Regions from separate parts of the Rattus norvegicus genome. Here region 1 is linked to region 2. A link is a contact called in public Hi-C data. All regions are on one chromosome and are shown on one strand. Each heading gives the region's core, a stretch centred on a gene start, on an enhancer-like site or on the middle of the called end of the contact. The rest is flanking DNA. Distances are from core to core; before and after follow the strand shown.

Region 1 (4,113 bases), core at 1,434-3,933, 40 kb before region 2:
CTCTTCCAGAGGTCCTGAGTTCAATTCCCAGCAACCACATGGTGGCTCACAACCATCTGTAAAGAGATCCGATGCCCTCTTCTGTTGTGTCTATAGACAGCTACAGTGTACTTATATATAATAAATTAATAGAAAGAAAGAAAGAAAGAAAAAAAAAAAGAAAGAAAGAAAGAAAGGAAGGAAGAAAGAAAGAAAGGTAAAGGGATATGGTCCAGCCACATGGCTAGGAACAGACAGAAGCTGTGGTCTGACAATTTGGTTTAACCAGACAGTCTGTCTACACTGTGGCAAGCCAACTATGATATGTGGCTTTGAGTGCAGACTAACTGGAAGTAGCTACAGATACTAGCAAAAGAGCATCCCATAGACAAGGGCCTCAGAACCACACGGATACTCAGAAGAGGTTTGAACAAAGGAGGAAGTCTAAACCAGGCTCAAGAACCTTCTACAAAGCACATCTTTAATCCCAGCACTTGGGAGGCAGAGGCAGGCAGGTCACTGGTTCAAAGCCAGCAGATGGAGATACAGTTAGTTAGTCAGATAGATAAGATGAATAGATAGATGAATAGATAGATAGATAGATAGATAGATAGATAGATAGATAGATACATACATACATACATACATACATACATGCATACATACATACATAATATCCATCTATACACACACCTGCAGAGAGTTCCAGAACAGCCAGAGTTACTTACACACCCTGTCTTGAAGAACCAAAAGAAAACAACAAAAAAACCTTCCACCTTATGTCTCAAAAACAACAAAAAACATCTCCAAGGAAGGCACGGCTGAATCTCGGAGAAACAGCCAGCAGGGTGTAGTGAGGAGAGCCCACAAAGTCACAGACCAGGGAGAACTCTCTCAGGCTCATTAAATCCTGATTTCTGGGAGTAAACAGGATACAGGGCAATCCATCATCACCAGGCCTGTCCCCAGATGTTCTAAGGTCATTAATGCTGACTGTGGACACCAGGGCAGTGATCACCAGTTCAGGTTCTATGGGGCTAATGTGTTTCCAGCTCCATGGTAACTCTGCTGAGAGCCAATCACAGTCAGCCTCACACAGGAGACACGTTAGCATTCTACATTTTGTTGAATGTGGTTAAGCACACTCAAGGGTTCAGGTCCCAGCTCTGCTTCTTTCTTCGGCCATTGCTCACCTCTGCCAAGTGGCAGTTTCTCCATTTGCAAAAAGTCAGGTGTGCTCACCTCCCTCAAGGATTCTTTCTCAAAAATAGGTGGGTTTTTTTTTTTTCTTCTTCTTCTTTCCTTTTTGGGAGGTATCAAGATCAACCCACACGACAGGCAACCACATCCCCAGGCTTTGAACTACATCCCTGGTCCTTTTTTTCATTTTTATTTTGAAAACAGGCTCTTGCTAAGTTGTCCGGGCTGGTCTTGAACAGACAGGGTGCCTTTAACCTGTAATCCTCCTGCCTCTCGGCTTCCTGAGTAGCTGAAATTACAGGCCGGTATCACCATGCTCAGAACGTCAACAAAATGTAAAGCTCTGACTTACTCTCTGCTTCATTGGAAGCTGTGTTTGAAAAACAGGTTCTTTGCCCTCCCAAGATTTGTGATCCGGGGCAGCAGGGATAACAACCACACACACACACACACATATATATATATATATATATATATATATATATATATATATATATGTATATGTATATGTATATGTATATGTATATATGTATGTATGTATGTATGTATGTATGTATGTATGTATGTATATCCAGAGAAGGTAATGGGGTTCCAAGGACTGAGGTAGGCTGGGGTGGGGGAGGCTGATTTAATCAAGCAGGAAGGCTGGACTTCTGGCTACATGCTCAAGCCAGAGTGAGGCACAGGGTGGTGCAAAGGGCAGTTCTAAGACCCATCCAAGCGCCTCGTGCTTGTCATGGCCTGGATCCCTGATTCAACACAGAAGAGCCAGGTGAGAACACAGCAGATGTGGTCACTGGGCCAGAACTGAAGAAACAGTGCCTGTAGGTCTACATGGGCTTGTGACCAGCAGTGGCTCCTGCTCCTTCAGTTGAGAGCCAAGATCTCTCCCATCTCCTTGTCCTTCATGTCAGGACCAAGGAAAAGAAACACTAGCTTGAAGTCATTTTCCTCCCCAGGCCTCTCTTGGACAGTCCAGCATCTGCAGATGAAACCTCCTGAGGCTTGATCTCAGTAATGCTCCATGGGGCTCCATTAGGTCAGCTCGGGGCCTGGGGTGGCTTTGCTGGTCAAGAGCCAGGTTTCAATGTTCCTACAGACACTCTCTGGTGAGGATGCAATTACTTTAAGAGGGGTTGAAATCTGGTGCAAGAAGATGGGGACTTTGTCCCTACCTGCTGTAATAGGGTTATGGGGACAAAAATGGGCCAGAAGAGATGGTTCAGTGGTTAAAAGCACTTGTTACTCTTCCAGAGATGTAGAAATCCCAGCACACACGTCAGGTACCTCACATCTGCCTGTAACTCCAGTTTCTGGGGATCTGATAGCCTTTCTTCTGGCCAAGCTGACACCAGCAGACAAAAAAACAAAAAAACCTTTGGCTTTCGTGCCAAGTCAGAGCTGTGGTGTCCTGGCTTTTAGCTGCAAGCAGACAATACCACTGCACCCTACTGCCTAAACACAGGGGTGCTAACTGGCACTGCCACTGGCTGCAGCCCAGGGAGCATTCCTGTGGCTCCATGACTTGTTTGCTTATTGATTAGGAAGAGGAGGCTGCCTCTCTACTTTCCCTTTCTGTGGATTTCCCCCAGGGAGAAGAGCCCAGGGAGGGTCTTGTTCTAAATTCCACACAGCTGAGTCCTCCACCCTAAACCTCTTCCCACAAGAGGCAGGCAGTCCTGAGTGCCGGTGTGCGGACCATCCTAGCCCTAGTTCTTAATGTAGCCATAACAGCTCTAAGGCCTCAGTCCCACTCGGGAACTAAAGCATGTTGACCAAAATGTCTATAATCTCGCTCTGGGATCTAATGTACAGTGTGCATACTGTCCTGGTGTGCTTTGAAAACTGCCCGGGCCTCCAACTAACTTAATACAGAGATGGGAAAGGAGTTGGTAGATCTTAAATCTTCCCCCAAGTGCCTGTAGAATCCAATATAAGCAAAAAAAAAAAAAAAAGTCATTGCCTCAGGCACAAGGTGCATTTTACAAACCACCCTGGGGGAAACATGACTCAGCAAAGGCTCAGAGATGTTAAAGGCCTCTTCCAAGGTCACACAGCATGAATGGCAGAGTAAGGCTCAAACTGGCCGACTGTAGAAGACCCAAAGGCCCACCTTCTTTACTCCCATACAGTCCTTCTGCACAGCCTGACCTTGTGGGTTCTGGGGATTTCCTTCACTCCCTTGTGGTAATGGAAAGTGAGAACACAGTCCTTCCATTTACTAACCCAGACAGCTGGGTTCTAAGGTGACAGGAGAACAGACACACATCGCTTCTTTGTACACTCTGTCAGGTGTCAATTTTGCACCCCGGATTGGGATTTGGCTTAGTTTTGAATGTCAACAGCAATGCCTTCTGGATGTGTGGGGGAGGGAGTGTTACCAGGTGGAACTGTAGCATATCTCACACGCCAGAGCCGACACAGCAGATGCTGAATGACGGTCGGTGAGTGAAATATCCTATCACCAGAGTATTGTCTAGCAACGGAAAGAAACAGAGGTGCCTTCTGCTTCATGGATGATCTGTCACACATACAAAAGACCACACAGGCCCCGTGCCATTCCGTTTGTCGTACTCAAATATCCCAGACCAAAAAGACAGGGCTTGAAGAAGGCAGGTGGCAAGGGGCAGATTTCTTAATATTTATTCATTTATTTATTCATTTTGTATTTATTCGTTTTGCTCTATGTGTGAATGTTTTAGCCTCATGTATGTCTGTGTACCAAATGGACGCTTAGTGATACAGAGGTCACAGAAAGGCATCAGACCCCTTAGAACTGGGGCTATAGATTGTAGTGAACCACCATGTGGGTGCTGGGAACAGAACTCGGTTCCTCTGCAAGAACAGCAAATGCTCTCAACTGCTGAGCTGCCTCTCCAGGCCCCGAAAATGCTCCAACGTTGATGGGGGATGGTTGCAAATTCTGTGCATATA
Region 2 (3,763 bases), core at 477-2,976:
ACAACAACAACAAAACACCTGGTCCTCTTGCCTTGCTCCCAGCCATGCCCAACAGTTAAAGAAAATTCTAGATTATCACAGTAAGACCTGAATATATATTGAGTCCTTGAATATATGAACCAGAGCTACCTTTTTTCTTAAAGAAAGTAAAAAATAAATAAATAAATAAATAAAGTATTCCTTGGAAAAGCAATACCTGTATCAAGTATTTTTATCTTTATGAACAAAAACCACAAGTCATGTTCATGAGTTATGAGTCAGTTCCTCAGTGGCCATACCTAAATAGTGGGAGTCAAATCCCGGTTCAAATGCCTGCCCTGTTGACCCCGTGAAGTCACTCTTTGAGCCTCCAATTGCTCATCATTAAATGGATATACAGTTCAACTGGCCCTACCCAGCAGGTTTGGCGGTCTGGAATGACAGACTGGCTCCAGTAATCGGTTGGAGAAATACCGATGACCTCTAAATACCCTTGGCCCGTTTCTGCCCTGTATAAATAGCAGAGACAGACATATCTGCCTTGATCAACCACAATCAATAAATAGACTCCCAAATCTGCCTAAATCCCAAGGGAGAGTTCTGCCCATTCCATCCTACCGACAAAGTAGCACAATTTCTTGGCGCCTTCCCTATCCGACCCCACTCGGCCGATTAACGCAGTGGAGTTCCCTTACCTCTGCCCAGGATGTGGCCTCTCTCCAGGTGCCTCTCCGGCACCAGGAAGGTGTAGACCTCGGAACTGAAGCCGGGACGGCAGGAGTCAGACTCCGACTCCGGCTGCTGACAAAGCCACGAGGAGACCTGGGGTGGCGAGAAGGTAGACAAACTGGTGACTTGAGGGGGTTCCCAACAGCCCACACCGAAACCAAGAGTAACCCTTCCCTCGCCTGGGCGGTCGGGATTTGTGGGAGGACCCCCTCGGGGCAGACCGGGACGCAACCCTCTCAACCCGAAACCAGCCTCCAAGCTCAGCTCCAAGAGCCTTTGGGGGAGGGGGCATCTGGGGCCACCACCTGGCAACCGGGTCTACCTTTCTCTCCTAGCTCCATTTGCATCTCACTGGAGACGCCTTTACTCTTTCCGGACACCACTTTCTTAGACCGCGAACGGTCTCAACCAACGCCTCGGACTTCCCTCTTACCTTAGAGAGCCCATCTCCAATCTACGGTCCCTCCCTCACATGGCAGGTGCTTTTTGTGGTACTAAAATCCCTTTCCTTATCTCGGGTCGTCCGCGCTCCTTCTGTCCCCCACCTTCTACAGGCAGGCCCCCATCCTAATACACGCCTCCTCCGTCCGTCTCAAACAGGGACCCTGCTCAACTCGGGGTCCCGGGAGACGGCAGCGTGGCGCGCCCCCACCTGGGAACCTAAGCGAGAGGCGGCCCCTCTGCGCTCTCCTGGACCTCCCTCCCTGCACAGCGTAGCCTCCAGGGCGATCTGGCCCTCTGGAGCCCAACTTTCTTGGAAGAAGGGAAGTGGAACCACAGAAGGCAAAAAAAAAAAAAAAAAAAAAGCGAAAAAGCGAAGCGGGTCGTGGGACCCTCCACATACCTGCAGCAGGAGCAGGAGCGCGGAGAAGCTGCGGCACCGGGCTCCCATGGCTGGCCGGGCAAACGCCGAGCAAACACTGAGCTCGGGTGCGGTCGGGCAGGGCCGGGTTAGGCCGGGCTGAAGTCTAGCAGAAGTTCTTGAGAACTCAGTAGTGCGCCGCGGCTCCCACACCAGTGAGCCAAGCAGAGGCTGCGGCCGCCAGGTGAGCCCGCAGGCACCGCCCCCGGCGCCGCTGATTGGCTGGGGACGCACCTGCAGGTGGCAACCAAGGAGCCCGCACTGCCCTCAACTTCCTCCACCCGTCTGTAAATTGGTGACATGGGCCGGGCTTAGGAGACTTCCTTGCTTCCTTATTCCTCGGTCGCTCGAATCCTAGCCTAGCTGTGCTCTGGCCCACTGAGACTTGCAGTTACAAAAGACTTTACTCTTCATCTAGGTTTCTGTTTTGTTTGTATTTATTTTGTTTGGTTAGATGAGTTTGTTTGGTTTGATTTACATTGTCTTAAGGATTTTAAATGACATTTTAACGTGTGTGTGTGTGTGTGTGTGTGTGTGTGTGTGTGTGTGTGTGTGTGTGTCGCGCGAGGGGAGGCATATACTCGCAAACGCTTGTGCCACAGATGCCGTTTTCGCCTTTACTGACTGAGCTATCTCTCCGGCGGTTTTCTTTGGTAGCCTTTTTTGTTTGTTTTCCAGCCCAAGTAGCCTCAGCCATCCTCTTGTTTCAGCCTCTCAAATGCTAGGATTTGGGGCACCAGACCAGACTAATCATCTAATTTTCTAACACCTGTCCCCCTCCCTTTTGAGATACAGTCTTGCTATGTAGTCCAGTGTGGCTTTGAACTCACTATTGTCTCAGTCTCCTCACTTCTGGGATGGAGCTACAGGGACCCACTACCCGGTAGCTCCACTAAAATCTGTTCTCTTAACTTCAGTTCTCAGGAGGTTAGTGAGCCAGGGAGGAAGCCAATGGATTAGCATCCCCTGGAATAGGAATTACAGGCAATTTCAGTGCTCAGCGTGGGAACTGAACTCTGAACCCCTGGAAGAAGAGCAAGTCATCTTAACTCCCAAGCCACCTCCCTGGCCCCTTGTTTGTCTGGTTATTGTTTGTTTGTTTGTTTGTTTGTTTGAGGTCTCTCTCAGAACTCACTATGTAGACCAGTCTGGCCTCGAACTCGCAGAGCTCCAACTACTGCTACCTCCCAAGAGCTAACTAACATTAAAGGCATGTGCCACTACGACTTTGTGTGTATTTGTTTTCTGAGACAAGTTCTTCCTAAGCAGCCCAGACTGGCTTTAACCTTAGGATCCTCTCGCATCAGCATCCTAAATGTCGGGAGTATGATATGTACCACCACGCCCGTCAGGTTTTTTGTTTCGTTATTTTTATTTTACATTTTTTATTTTTAAAGTTTTATTTACATTGGTGTTCCCCCCCTCCATGTATGTCTATGTGAGGGTATCAGATCTCCTAGAACTGGAATTACAGACAGCTATAAGCTATCATGTGGGTTCTAGGATTTGAACCTGGTTCCTTTAGAAGGGCAGCCAGTGCTCTCAAACAGAGTCATCTCTCCAGCCCTCTCCAGTCAGTTTTGTTTTGTTTTTCATGCTGAGCTGGAAGAGATGCTTTAGTAGTCTCTCAAATCTGTTATTTACCTTCAACTTGATATCATGTAGCAAGTCAATGCTAAAGCAAAGACCAGAACTCAAGCTCTCCTGCCCCAGAGACAGAGACTTTTAATGCCATAGCCATAGCACAGCCATCAGCACCTTCATCAGAGAATCCTGTCCCCGGTACATAATTTTAGGATCAAAAAGAAAATAGACAAACGTTAGATCAGTTTCCCTGTCTGCCTATGGCCTGCCGTGTCTGTGTTGCTTGGCTACATGAAAACAAAGGCACCTCTCACTCCTGTTGGCCTAGCCTTGGCAAAACAGAGATTGGGGATGTGGCTCAGTTTGTCAAGTGCATGCATGAGGCCCTGGGTACCATCCTCAGCACTGTATAAACCAGTCATGGTGGTGCCTCTGTGTAATAGGCACATAGGGGTTACACATGGGCAGGAAGATCATAACTTCAAAGCCATCCTTCTCAGCTATGTACTGGATTTGAGCCCCGTGAATCTCAACAAGCAACCCAAAACTACAAAATAATATTCTTGCCAGTCACTAGCTGTGCAACCTTGGGCAAGTCCTCATCTGTGC

Evidence for each region. Hi-C and Micro-C count contacts between places; a contact is called where the count stands out from the background.
Region 1: a Hi-C map of liver shows a contact between it and region 2, with 2.1 times the contacts expected there. The contact joins the enhancer-like site here to the promoter of Cdh1 in region 2. A contact is called at or near these places in 4 of 12 Hi-C or Micro-C datasets (kidney, liver and mammary epithelial cells).

Annotation. Positions count from the first base shown.
Region 1 is chr19:51,440,966-51,445,078 of GRCr8, reverse strand. The region is part of intron 2 of Cdh1 (cadherin 1); the gene reads right to left. Among named protein-coding and RNA genes, the nearest start is that of Tango6, 36 kb to the left of the region's middle. Within about 2 kb of position 2,683, at least 6 of the 93 cell types and tissues checked have an H3K27ac peak or open chromatin away from gene starts, as enhancers often do. A contact at or near this core is called in liver, where this site is marked.
Region 2 is chr19:51,400,141-51,403,903 of GRCr8, reverse strand. Cdh1 (cadherin 1) reads right to left here and starts at 1,726. Exons shown (of 16, transcript NM_031334.1): 1 at 1,553-1,726; 2 at 675-801. The coding sequence starts at 1,600.